Regions from separate parts of the Mus musculus genome. Here regions 1 and 3 are each linked to region 2. A link is a contact called in public promoter capture Hi-C data. All regions are on one chromosome and are shown on one strand. Each heading gives the region's core, a stretch centred on a gene start, on an enhancer-like site or on the middle of the called end of the contact. The rest is flanking DNA. Distances are from core to core; before and after follow the strand shown. Region 1 holds the start of 4930563M20Rik (RIKEN cDNA 4930563M20 gene). Region 2 holds the start of Dynlrb2 (dynein light chain roadblock-type 2). Region 3 has its middle 10 kb from the start of Gm51553.

What was found. Promoter capture Hi-C pulls out the DNA fragments that hold promoters and counts their contacts.
Region 1: a promoter capture Hi-C map of embryonic stem cells shows a contact between it and region 2, with 6 times the contacts expected there. The contact joins the promoter of 4930563M20Rik here to the promoter of Dynlrb2 in region 2. A contact is called at or near these places in 10 of 39 promoter capture datasets (the 3T3-L1 cell line, embryonic stem cells, hippocampal neurons and 3 more), 1 of 484 Hi-C or Micro-C datasets (embryonic stem cells) and 1 of 9 other capture datasets (embryonic stem cells).
Region 3: a contact with region 2 is called in a promoter capture Hi-C map of hippocampal neurons, with 4 times the contacts expected there. The contact joins the enhancer-like site here to the promoter of Dynlrb2 in region 2. A contact is called at or near these places in 13 of 39 promoter capture datasets (the 3T3-L1 cell line, embryonic stem cells, hematopoietic stem and progenitor cells and 6 more), 3 of 484 Hi-C or Micro-C datasets (liver, nephron progenitors and pre-B cells), 5 of 115 datasets of contacts at active chromatin or transcription factors (T-cell acute lymphoblastic leukemia, double positive thymocytes, embryonic stem cells and 2 more) and 1 of 9 other capture datasets (macrophages).

What each region holds. Positions count from the first base shown.
Region 1 is chr8:116,798,039-116,802,675 of GRCm38.p6, forward strand. 4930563M20Rik (RIKEN cDNA 4930563M20 gene) reads right to left here and starts at 3,374. Exons shown (of 4, transcript NR_046193.1): 1 at 3,088-3,374; 2 at 2,023-2,168.
Region 2 is chr8:116,502,898-116,507,038 of GRCm38.p6, forward strand. Dynlrb2 (dynein light chain roadblock-type 2) reads left to right here and starts at 2,118. Exons shown (of 4, transcript NM_029297.1): 1 at 2,118-2,152. The coding sequence starts at 2,150.
Region 3 is chr8:116,861,473-116,865,531 of GRCm38.p6, forward strand. No RefSeq gene overlaps it. Among named protein-coding and RNA genes, the nearest start is that of Gm51553, 10 kb to the right of the region's middle. Within about 2 kb of position 2,104, at least 79 of the 459 cell types and tissues checked have an H3K27ac peak or open chromatin away from gene starts, as enhancers often do. A contact at or near this core is called in hippocampal neurons, neural tube, second pharyngeal arch cranial neural crest and 1 more, where this site is marked.

The sequences.
Region 1 (4,637 bases), core at 2,124-4,623, 300 kb after region 2:
GGAAAAATAGGTCTATAATTACCCTGTGTGTTAGCCAGGGTTCTCTGGAGAAACAGAAGCAACAAAATGACTATACACTGAAAGAGAATTCATTAGATTGGCTTGCATAATGCCAACTACTAGCTGTATTCACACTACACAAATGCCAAGACCCCAACAAGCACAGGTCTGAGGCCTGGAGAGATACCTGTCTTTGATACATCTGAGAAGGCTAAAGGAGCTGGGTTCTGGGGTCAATGAGAACAGCTGTAGCAGCAAGATGCTAGCAGGGTAGATGAACCTGACAACATGACATGAAGGCAAGCAGGCAGAAAACAGAAGCATTTCTTTCTCTGACTTCCTTCTGTCTGGGCTGCCACCTGGAAGTGCTGTGGACGTTTAGGATGGGTCTTTCTACTCATCAGTCTATAGACAAACTGACTGAGGGATATTTCACGGGTGTGCCCTGAAGCCTGCCCATCAAACTGACAGGCAAAATTAACTGTGATACTGCAGTACTTGAGAATGAAGTGGGAAGATCTTGAGTATGGGGCTAACCTGGGCTACAGAGGATACTCGTTCTAAGAAGGAATGAAGAAAGAAAGAAAGAAAGAAAGAAGGAAAGAAAGAAAGAAAGAAAGAAAGAAAGAAAGAAAGAAAGAAAGAAAGGGAGGGGAGGGGAGGGGAGGGGAGGGGAGGGGAGGGGAGAGACGGAGGGAGGGAGGGAGGGAGGGGAAGGAGTGGAAATGGGAGAAGGGAGAGGGGAGGGAGGGAAAAAGAAAAGAATATGACCAAAGACACATATGCAAAAAGATTGAAGTATAGAGGATAAAAACTGTCCACCTCCTATACAACAGGCCACGACCTTTAGACACTGATCAGGAGAAGTCTGGAAGCAGTGGGCCCAGAATGTGGCCAAGTAGTTAGAACCCTGAGTCACCCACTTCTGCCTTTCTCTTTCTTCCATGTTGAGTTCTACTCGCAAGTAACATTTTTTTTACATTGTCAATCTATCCAGGCTCGACTGTAAGATCTGTAAAGAGAGTCGGAGAAATGGCTCAGTTAAAAGTACTTGCTGCTCTCCCAGAAGACCTAAGTCTGGTTCCAGGACTCAAAACAAGCGGCTCATTACTCCCTGTAACTCTAGTTCTAGGGAATCTGGTGCCCTCTTCTGGCCTCCTTGGGCACTGCACCATGTAGTGTGCACATAAATACAGAGAGAAAGGGAGAAGGAGAGGGGGAGGGGGAGGGGGAGAGAAGGAGGGGGGAGGGGGAGGGGGAGAGAGGGAGGGGAGGGGGAGAGAGGGAGAGGGAGAGAGGGAGGGGAAGGGGGAGAGGGGGAGGAGAGGGAGAGGGGGAGGGGAGGGGGAGAGAGGGAGGGGGAGGGGGAGAGAGGGAGGGGGAGGGGAGAGGGGGAGAGGGAGAGGGAGGAGACTGACAGACTGACCAACCTCTAAAAAGATCTGGGTAAAACCTATCTATGGGGCAACTTTCTCTCAAGATCTCAACCCTAAGTAGAGTGCTTGGCCTCGGGTACCATGTCTTGTGAATTTAAGTATGTTTTCTGATATGCTTGAGCTCCATCCATTCATTCCCTCTCTCTACATAGCCCAGTTTCTCACGTGTTTCATTTACAGGCATGAGTCATCTATACGTCCTTTATTGTGGTGGTACTGTGACAAACCTTCATGCTTATTCCAGTTTCATTCTGAAATAACATGCTGACCAAAAACAACTTGGGTAAGGAAAGGGTTAATGTGGCTTACCCTTTCAGGTCACAGTTCATTTCTGAGGGAAGTCAGAGCAGAAACCTGGAGGCGGGAACCATAAAGCCAAAGTGCTTGTTAGATCACTTCCTGGCTTGCTCACTCTCTTGTGCCTCCCTGGCATCCTTACTCAGCCCAGGTCTACATGTCTAGGAAATGGTACCATCTACAGTGGACTGGGTCCTTTGGACAATCACCTATATTAGTCAGGGTTCTCTAAAATCATAGAACTTATAGAATGTCTCTATATATTAGGGAACTTATTATTATGACTTACAGTCTGCATTCTAACTAACCCAACAATGGGCAGCTGTGAACAGGAATTCCAAGAATCTAGTAGTTGCTCAGTCCCGCGAGGCTGGGTGTTTCAGCTGGTCTTCTGTATAAGCTGGAATCCTGAAGAAGCAGGTTCCAACAGATGTGCTGGCAAGTAAGTGCAAGCAGACGAAGAAGAGTGAGCCTTCCATCTTCCACTGTCCTTATGTAGGTCTCCAACAGAAGGTGTGGCCCAGATTAAAAGTATGTATCACCACACCTGGATTTGGAACTTTCTCTATCTCAGGCTAGCCCTGAACTCAGAGATCTGCTCGGCTAAGTCTCCTGAGATAAAAGTGTGTACTACCTTGCCTGGGCCTAAGCATTTCACGGCCACTATGCCTCAAGATCTGGATCAAAACCATGTCAATGTCCAGCTCAGAAGTCTGTCTTTCAGTCTCAAGATCTGCATCACAGGTGTGCCCTCCATTTCCAGACTGTAGTGCATTCCAGATATAGTCAAGTTGACAACCAGGAATAACCATCACATTACCCTTCCCCAGAAATACCCACAGTCCAATTTGATCTAGGAAATTCCTAAACCAAGGCTTCCCCGCCAGTTGGCATCTAGGCTGGGTCGTGTTGCCAATGTATACTAACTAGGGCACATAAGTGTGTGCGCTTCCTAGAGTCCACTGCTAAACATTTATGAGCACTTCACTGTCTAAAATATTTTTTGGGTTACCAAAAATAAGCATGATTTGCAAATGTAGCTACAGCTGAAGAAACCAAGCGGCTCCGGGGAAGGGGTCACTAGAGCGAAAATGAGAAGGTCGACAGAAAAGGTCCCTTTTTCTAAGTGGGGCAAAAAGGAAGTAAGCCCATCTGTTCTCTGTCGGCGCCTGGTGTGGTCGGAACCCGTGGGAGGCTGCGTCCTCATCTGGAAGGCACCACCACACAGAGACAGCAAGGAATCCGAGAATAAAACGTTCAAAGGACCATCTCTACAGTTAGCTTTCCTGGTGATTTTAAATTGCCTAGATCCCCAGAGGCCACACAGAAAGCAATGAGGTCCTATGATGCCTACCTGCCTGAACCTCCTGCGGGTCACCCAAGGCTTTGAGCTTCGTCCCCTACACTGTGGGTAAACGTGGTGAGACAGACTTCCCGTGAATGGAAAACACTGCTTGTTCATTTCTAATGCGATTATATGATCATTTCATATAATTTTAAGTTTTAAGAAGAGATAGTCTTAAAAGGGGGAAAGTCCAGGGAGTATTAGGAAACTTGGGTGCTTCATCAAGTCCAGGTTTTAAAACCAAACTTAAAAATAAAAGCGTGCGCGCCCGAGCGCCGGGTCTTACGTATGCTCATACATACGTGTGTACGTACGTACGTACGTGCGTGCGTGCGTGCGTGCGTGCGAGCATGCCTGTGTGCCTGCGCACGCATGCGTGTATGAGTGCGTGTCTGTGCGCATGCCTGCCTACGTGCTTGCGGATGTTCGTGCATGTGTGCGTGCGTGCTTAAGTACCAATATGCCTGCGTGCACGTGCCTATGATGGCTGGAGAGCAACTTTGGCTCAAGTGTCATCCATCGACTTCTTTGGAGCAAGGTCTCTCGCTGGCCTGAAGCTTGCTGGTTAGGCTAGGCTAAGCTAGCTGGCAGCAATCCCTGGAAATCCTCCTGTCTTCGCGTCCCCAAAGCTGGGATTATTAGCTCAAGCCTACATGCATGCCACTTAAATTCAGCCATCTGCCTCACACCCCCCAAATGCGTTTTTACATGCCGCCTGTGTTTTACTTTGAGTGCATTTGGGTCTCATTCCTTAAACATATTTCTACGGCTTTATTTCTTAAGTGTGTGCCCTTTATCATTCTTTTTGGGAAAGAGGACAGAAATCATCTGGATATTATTCGCTGAAAGACAACCTGGCTTTTTGTTTGATTCTGGCCTTTATTATGAAAGCCTCTGAGAGACAGATGATCTTTGAGCTTCATTTCCTTCCTTACGATGGAAACTTTCTTGTGGAACCTCTCCAATGCATTACCTAGGAACGGTCTCCTTGGGCTGCAAGTCAAGATGCCAGGAATAATGTTTCCCTGTTACTGAGGAAGGACCTGCCCTGCCCCACTCACAGTTTAAGGGGACATGGTCCTTCACAGGGAAGGAAGGCAGTGAGTGGCTCTGTGGTGGCAGCAATGTACAGCAGCTAGTCAAATCAGGGGCAGAGAAAGGGGTGGCCAGAGCCAAGCCAGTTTTCACCTTTCTCCTTTATATTGAATCAGGGACGCGATCCACTACATTCTAGGTGGGCTTAAAGTGCCTTGGAATCGCCTTTATAGATCCACACTAATGGCCTAGGTATAATCTTAATCTAATCAAGTTAACACTCAAAATTAAACAACGTGGGGTCTAGGGACATGGTTCAGCAGTTGAAAGTACTTACTAACCTTGCAGAGGACCAAGGTTCCAGTCCCAGCACCCACATGGTGGCTCACAACCACTCATAACTCCAGGGGTCCTGACACCCTCTTCCGGACTCTTAAGCACCAGATATAAATATGGTGAACATACATGTATGTAGGTAAAACACCTATACACATAAGGTAAAAAATAGATTTTTAATTGAGCAC
Region 2 (4,141 bases), core at 868-3,367:
TTCTATTCTTATAGAAACTAATATTTAATTATAAACAACAACAGCAACAAAGATTCCTAATAGTTTCCTACCTCCACTCCTCAGTATGTAAGAATCAAATTAGTGATTCTTTGAATTGGCTTAAGTTAGACAGACAAGCACTTCCTATCCATTATCATGCAAATTGTTTTTCTCTTTAATGAGTGGTAGGATTTTATGTAGGCCAAAGGATTGTGTTCAAATAAATTTCTTTATAATTTATTATCAGTAAATGTTTGATATCTATACCTACTTTTATAAACACAAGACCACATATAATTTTATCTGGGAAGGCTGGATAGGTGACTCAGAGGTAAGAGCACTGGTTGCTCTTGCAGAGGACCTGGCTTCAATTGACAGCACTCATATGGCAGGTTGCAACTGTTTGTAATTCAAGTTCCAGGGGATCCAACATCTTCTGGCCTCTGGGGTCAACACACACACACACCACACACAAACACACACACACACACACAGTGCATGGGCATACATGTAGGCAAAGCACCTATACACATAAAATGAATAATAAATTTGTCGGGGGTGGGAGAAATGGGTTGTAACTGGATAAAGCTTAAGATGCCCTAAAGTAGAGTACTATAATAGGAAAATCTCACAAGGAAAATGAACACAAGATATAAAAAGTGCAGTCCAACTCAATGGTTGCCAAAAGAGTGCCAAAGCTACATAGAAAAGTAAATAAGATACCAAGGGGAAACTCAAGGTCACAGCATTACTGCGATTCTATCAGAATGGAGACAGTCAACAAACAAGAGAGACCCCCTCTTGTTGGGAAGGAAGTTCTGGTTTTTGACAGTTAAGGGCAAGGAAGAGTAAAATATGCCTACGGTTTGGTTTTTCCAAGTGCTTGCAAGTTTTAGTAACTAACACTTTCAGTGGAGTTGAAGGTTATTTAGCACTTAGCATGAATTTAAAGGAAGGGGGAGAGTTGGGAGGTGGTGGAAGGGGTGGAAAGAATTCCCAGTACCTAGGACGGGGCCCGAGAACATGTTGGATTCCTTCAAGGCGCTTTATAAAGCACCACCTTGGATATCCATCATAGTCCCACCCCAAAGAGAAGGCATCAAAATTAAACCAAGCTACCTCCGAGAAATCATTGGAGGGAAAGGTCGATGAGGAGAAAGTGGCTCCCGTTCTCCCCCATTGATTCCCTATGCGCAGAATCAGACTTTACTGCTGGTTGGAAGTCACTTTGGCCACTTCTCTCTGAGCTGTTGTTCTCCTGCCAGAGCTGCTCCTGCTGGAATCCTGCTTGCCTCCCATCACAGCTGTGGATAAAGGCTTCCTCCTCTTCCTTCTTTCTTCCTTCCTCCCTCTTTCTCTTCTGCTTTTTCTTACTTTCCCTCCTCTATCGCTCCCTCCCTTTCTCTCCCTCTCCCTCTCCCCCTCCCCCCTCTCTCATTCTCTCCCCCTGCTGAGTGTGGATCTAACTAGATTCTTCAAGCTCCTGCCTTGCCTTCCCACAATGATTGCGACCTGGAATTGTAAGCTAGACGGAACCCTTTCTCCTCGAAGTTGCTCTTTGTTTGTTTGTTTGTTTGTTTATCACAGCAGCAGAACAAACCCTTTCTAGATCGGCTCAGCTCTAGTACCAAATTCTCAGAGATAAAGTGAAATCGGTTGGTTTTAGGACATGAGCACCTTCCCTGCGTGCTACCATATCCACAGTGTGTTATTGTTTCCCACATGGATAGTTCTATATCTCAGGATGGTATTATTGGCACCCATGTGTGTATCATATATCTCACGTGGGGGCGGTCAAGTGGCTACCTACACTTGCCTGACTCAGGGACAAGTGCCGGCCACATCTCCAGAAAGCATGAAAAAGAAGAAAAGTTAAACCCAGGAGAGACTGTATCCTGCCACGACCCCATCGCCTTGAGGTTCCTGGGAAGGAACGTCCGTGCCTGCCTTCTTTTGCTAGGCTGCAAAGCAACCTGCCACATGCAGGGCGGAAAAGCCGGCTTCAGAAACAGCCTAACCGTTGCGCAGGCGCAGCCCATAGCTTTCAGAAAGCCACTTCCTGCCTGGTTGCCTAGCAACGGGGGAAGCGTTGTTGACATCCACAGAAACTGCAACTCAGACTTGAGCCAGGAGCTGTCCCACAGGCGCGATGGTAAATCTGAGTTCTTGTCTAGAAGGGTAGAGGGGGAGACTCATGTGCACAGCTGTCCTGGGAGGGTCTCACCATTTACTGGATGACAGCTGGAAAGGGCGCTATTGAAAAAACGGGAGGTGTTGAGATGAATCTGGGAGCCAGAAAAGTTTGCAAAGAGCTATGACAGAGGTGGAGAAAGAAAGAAAGATCCCAAGCTGAGAAAGAAGGAGACCAGGAGAACAAAAAAATGGGAAGGGGGCTGGGAGATGAGTAAGAGACAAAGAGGGAAGAAATAAAAACTAGGAGGGGGGGCGAGGAATGGAGAGAGAACGCGGGGAGGAAGGTGGGATGCTACCCCAACCTCGCCTGCACAGAAAAGGAAGGAGAGAGAAGAGAGAAAAAAAAAGGAAAGGGAAAAAGAAAGGCAAAGGGGAAGAGAAGAGAAGGAAGGGGATGGGAGAGAAAGAAACGAAGGAAAAGGGTTGGAGAAAAGGGAAAGGGAGAGGAGGAGGAGGGAAGGAGAGTGAAGGGGAGAGGAGGAGAGGCACAGGAGTGGCCTGGGGACACAGGAGGTTGCAATAGGGGTCTGGGAGTCAGAAGAGAACCACCTTGGAGGAGAGGAAAGGTGAGGAGCAGAGAGCTGAGAGGAGCAGTGGAGGAAGGGAGGAGAGGTCCGTGACTTTGAGGAGCCCCTAAGGCGATCAGAACTGGGCTGGTTTGTGAGTATTCTGTGCCAGACATAAGGAGACCAAGAAATGCCAAGTGTCAGAGAGATACCCCAAGAAAAAAATGTCTACATTTACTGGGGTTTGCGTTTTCTTGGTTGGTCGGTTGGGTTGGTTTGTTTGTTGTTTGGTTTTGGTGTTTGGTTTGGTTTGGTTTTGGTTTTGTCCCAGGCTGTGTATGAGACAAAACAAGTCCCTGGCACTATCAGATTCTTGCTATTACTGTCACTGGCGATGTCTCCTTTTCCTTTCCAGAGGACACCTCAGGCTCAGAGCTTTCGTGTTACTGAAATGTAAACATATGCTCTCTTCCTTTGTTTTCACAGTCCTCTTTATTTGTGACAGCCCGTTTGTGACCTGGGGTGGCCTCTGCAGATGCATTTCTCCAAGCTTTGGGCCATGGTGTAGTTTAAAGAACATGCTAAATTAAATGTTACCAGTGTCCACCATGAGGAAAGCCACTAATCCAGCCTGACATTTCCTCAAAAGACACCTGCCCTGGTGGTGGGAAAAACGAGAAAAGTGCTTGCTCACCTCCACAATGGGTGCAGAAGGAAGCCTGTCTCTGACTGAAGTAACGTAGTGTTCACTTGTGAGATGTTGGGAAAGAAAACAATAGAATAGATTCTCATCACAAAACTGCCTGGCTAAGTGGAGCACGGTAATGCCTGCCTGGAGTCCCAGCACTCAGGAGGCTGAGGCAGGAGGACTGCTGCAAGTTCAAGACCAGGCTGAGCTATATACTGTGAAATCCTATCTCAAAAAAAAAAAAATCCAAAAAAAATGCATATGAGGCTGTGGAGAAAGCTCAGTGGTTAAAAGCATTAGGTTCTCTTGCAGAGGACCCAGGTTCAAGCCTCAGCAACCCCTGATATCTCACAGCTGTCTGTAACTTTATGTCTAAGTGATCTGACACCCTCTTCTGGCCTCCACTGGCCCTACGCATGCACATGGTGCTCAGACATACGTGCAGACAAGCATCCATCCCTATAAAATAATAAACTATATTTTTACAAGAAGTGTAAATAGTCGCAATGTGCTGTTGGGAATAAGACAGCACAGGGAACCGAGTGGTTTTAGTCTCAGCCAGCTCAAAAAGGTAAGCGTAAAACCCAGATGCGAGTCCCTAATGCAGACACCCATAGCCGAACATTCCGCTTCAACCAAGACACAGCCAGGGTGCTCCGGCATCCTGCAATACAATGCTTGCACAGAATTGCCCTTTGTAAGCTTGGTCACCAGAATGAACCCCCAATGGGGGAAACAGAAGTAACTAAGGAGT
Region 3 (4,059 bases), core at 854-3,353, 360 kb after region 2:
GGTTACTAGAATTATAGGTGTGTACATCAAACCCTGCTAAGATGGTTTTTAATGGAGATTTTAGGAAACAAGTTGAGGATTCACACAACAGCACTCTGGAAGTAATAACTTACAGAGGCCAACAAAGAAAAGATCTGTATTACAATTAAAATGCCAAGTAGGTTAGAACTGTTAGAGAAGTTAACAGAAACAATAGAGAAAACGTCTACTGTGTTTGAATGATTTTTTTTAGATAGACAATCCAACAGATATAAGATATACCTGGAGATACACATATTATTTTCCTAAAATGTAAGCAAAGGGGAAAAAACCCATACTAGGATAACAGTCACAAAGGTCTAAGTATAGGAAGCGGGAGGTTAGCTTGAAAATATTATACCCAGCCCAATATTCCTTCCTCAAGATAAACAAGATTCATGAATCATTACTGAACAATTTAAAAATGTAATCCAGGTATTAAGAGATGGCAATTCACTAGGCAGTGGTGGGGCATGCCTTTAATCCCAGCACTTGGGAGGCAGAGGCAGGCAGATTTCTGAATTCGAGGCCAGCCTGGTCTACAGAGTGAATTCCAGGACAGCCAGGGCTACACAGAGAAACTCTGTCTTTGGGGGGTTGGGGGGGGGGGGAGAAGAGAGTCAGAGTCTCAGGAATACAAACAGGGGAAACCTGGGATGCTGATAAACACCCAGAATTCCAGCACTCAGAGGTGGAGGCAGGAGGATTAGAAGTTCCAGGTCCTCCTTAGCTATATAGCAAATCTAAAACCAGCCTGGGCTTCACGAGAGCCTGTTTCGCAAACCACAACAGCATCCACCACACAAAACAAAAACTGAGGGTGAGTGATAAGGCGTGTGTCTAAACACAGATTATGGAGCCCTTGGCATGGCTCAGGTAGGTAAAAGCCCTTGCCAACAAGGCTGTGCCAACTTGTCCTTTGACCTCTAAAACCAAGCAGCAGGAGAGCAAGAGAACCAGAGAGGGAGAGAGGGAGGGAGAGAAGGGAGAGAGGAAGAGGAGAGGGAAGGAGAGGGAGAGGACACGGTGGTCTATAACTTTAGTTCCAGGGTATCCAATACCCTCTTCTAGCCTCTGCTGGCACCAGACAAATGCATGGTGCACAGACATATGTGCAGGCAAGACACCCATACACATAGAATAAAAATAATAATTAAAAGAAAATTTAAGTGGAGGCAAAAGGACAGAGGTTCAAGGCCAGCCTGTCTTTTTAAAAATACAGATAAGTAAATAACCAACAGTAAAGAAGGATGGGAAATACATTTATGAAACTCAACATTGATGATATAAAAGTGAAAAATTAAAAGTAACCATAATATAACTTACAAATCAAGAAGCAAAAGAAGGGGAGGGAGGAAAGATTCGTGCTAAACGCTTTCTGATTCCCTAGCAGGAATTAATTAACTAGCTAAAATTGAAACCCTGAGCTTTAAAAAAAAAAAAAAATCTCCAACCACTTAATTCACCCCTTTCTGTCTCCTCCCCCTTCTCCATTTTCTTTTTGAGTCCTTCTCAAAGGAATAAAGAATATTTTATTGTACATCCTGTAGTAAAATTAATTTACTTAAAATTCAACAATTCTTCCCATTTCACTGTAGTTTCTTGGATCCAAATAAAATTTCTAAAGTGATTCTTTTTTTTTTATCTTAAAAGCACCTATTTTAAGTCTCGTTTTAATAAGATAGTTATTCTTTTCCTCTAACTGCATATACCCATACAATAAGATACACCTGCGTGATGTCCGTTCTCTGTTAACTATGGTACTTTCTTCTCCGTAGTGAGATTTTTGGTTTTCTCCAGTGTGAAGTTTATTGCATCTTTTGATTTTTCTTCACACAAGTGCGTTGCCTCCCCAAAGGTGGTGACTGGCTGCCTGGGATTGATGGAGCCGAGGCCGGAGGGAACAGCAGAGGAGGAGGCTTGGCAGGGGAGGGAGCCCGGGCTCCGGAGAGGCAGGAACCTGTCCAGGAGGCTGCTGGCCGCAGGCTGACCTACTTTCTCGGTCGGGTTTGCAGCCAGCGCTACCGCGCAGCCTGAAGCGGAGCAGAAGCCGCGGAGGGAGCCAGGCGGGCTGCGCGCCAGGTTTTTCTGCGGGCGCCAAGGGCTGTGGGCTCCTTCCAACCCGCTTGCTTCCTGGCGGGACATCCCCTGCAGATGGAGGCCAGGCTTCGAGAAAGAGGACCAACCGTCTTCCTCCCGCCTACTGCGGTAGCCCCACGGACCTCTCCTTTCACCTTGGAGAAGACTAGACCCTCGCGGAGACTCTGGGGCCCTGACCTCTTCAGTCCAGGTCCCCTCTGATTTCCATGGCCTAGGGACATCCTCATGGCCACAGCACAAGCCCAGGTCCTTCCGGGTCCGGGTGGCTCAGAGCACCTGCTAGAAGACTAGGAAGCTGCTGGATTTGTCCCAAAGGTTCTGGCTCTTTCCAGCCCTTGTCCTTGGACGAATCAGTGACACCTGGGAGTCTCTGTTTGTTTCTTCCTTCCTTCCTTCCTTTCTTTCTTTTTTTTTTTTTTTTTTTTTTGTTATTTCGTGGCAGGGTTTCTCTGTGTAGCCCTGGCTGTCCTGGAACTCACTTTGTAGACCAGGCTGGCCTCGAACTCAGAAATCCACCTGCCTCTGCCTCACGAGTGCCGGGGTTAAAGGCGTGCACCACCATGCACGGCTTCTTTCTTTCTTTTTAATGAAGATGCTATCTTCACCTCAGCCTCACGGTGGAGATGTTAGAGAAAGCAACACGTGTGTGAGTGCCTGACAGTCCACTGCAATTGGGGTGTGCCTGGTGAAAAATGGAGGTTCGGAAGAAGTTCCCTGGTGGGGCTCCTCTGGTCCCTGCAGGCCAGGCTTTTCATGATGGACAGCTGGTCTCCAGTGTTTATGTCATCCTAGACAGAGTCCTGAGGGAACGCCTCCTTCCTGCAGTATTCCTTATGAGATACTTTGGCCTCCTGTCCAGTGCCTAAAGATGTATGTTGTGGGTTATTGGTATCGAAATAAAAAAATAAGAGGCCAGCTGGCCTGACAACCTGAGTTCCAACACCTTTAAGGTGCCTAGCATGGAATGTGCCCATAAGAAAGAAAGGTTGGTCACAAATGGGTGAAAGGCAGAGAAGGGACCATACAGGAAGAGTGGGTAGTGGCCATCCACACACCGCACAGGGCAGTGGATGCTGGTCTGGGTTTTCTTGGCAAGATGACACATTTAATGTTTGAGAGCTGAACCTAGTGTTCCATGGATGGTTTCCTAGAGCTCCGTGAACCTCCCCAAAGAGTATGTGTGATAGAACACATTTCTGAAGAATAGTGCCCGTACCTTCACTGAGATTTCCAGAGGGACTCATTGTGCCAAAGGCTGAAAGCTGTTAACAGCATGATTTCAAGTAAGCCTGGGAAGTCTTAGTATATCCCAGCATCAGTGCCAGGACACTAGCCTCTGGTTATATGGTTTCCCATCTGGCTTGCCTCTAGGAAGAGAACACAGGAAGCTGTTTATAAGGGTCACTCGGGCCTCGTGAGAGCTGTATTTCTCACTGCAAAGAGAAAGAGAGGTAGAGACAGAGATGGAGACAGAAACAGAGTCAGAAACGAAGACAGAGAGAAACAGAGACAGAGAGAAACAAAGACAGAGAGGGATAGAGAGAGACAGAGTCAGAGACAGAGAGAGACAGAGTCAGAGAGAGACAGAGACAGAGTCAGAAATGGAGACAGAGAGAGAAAGGGAGAGAGACAGAGACATACAGAGAGAGACAAAGTCAGAAACGGAGACAGAGAGAGACAGGGAGAGAAACAGAGAGACAAAGAGACAGAGATAGACAGAGAGGGGGGGCAGAGAGAGAGAGAGAGAGAGGGAGAGGGAGAGGGAGAGGGAGATGGAGATGGAGATGGAGATGGAGATGGAGATGGAGATGGAGATGGAGATGGAGATGGAGACCCAGAGGAAAGAAACTACATAACCCTAGGTAAAGAGCAGCAAAACCCGGGGTAATAACTAACCATCTAAGTGTGTGTTCTGGGGTGTTCCTGTAAGGTAGAAAAGCT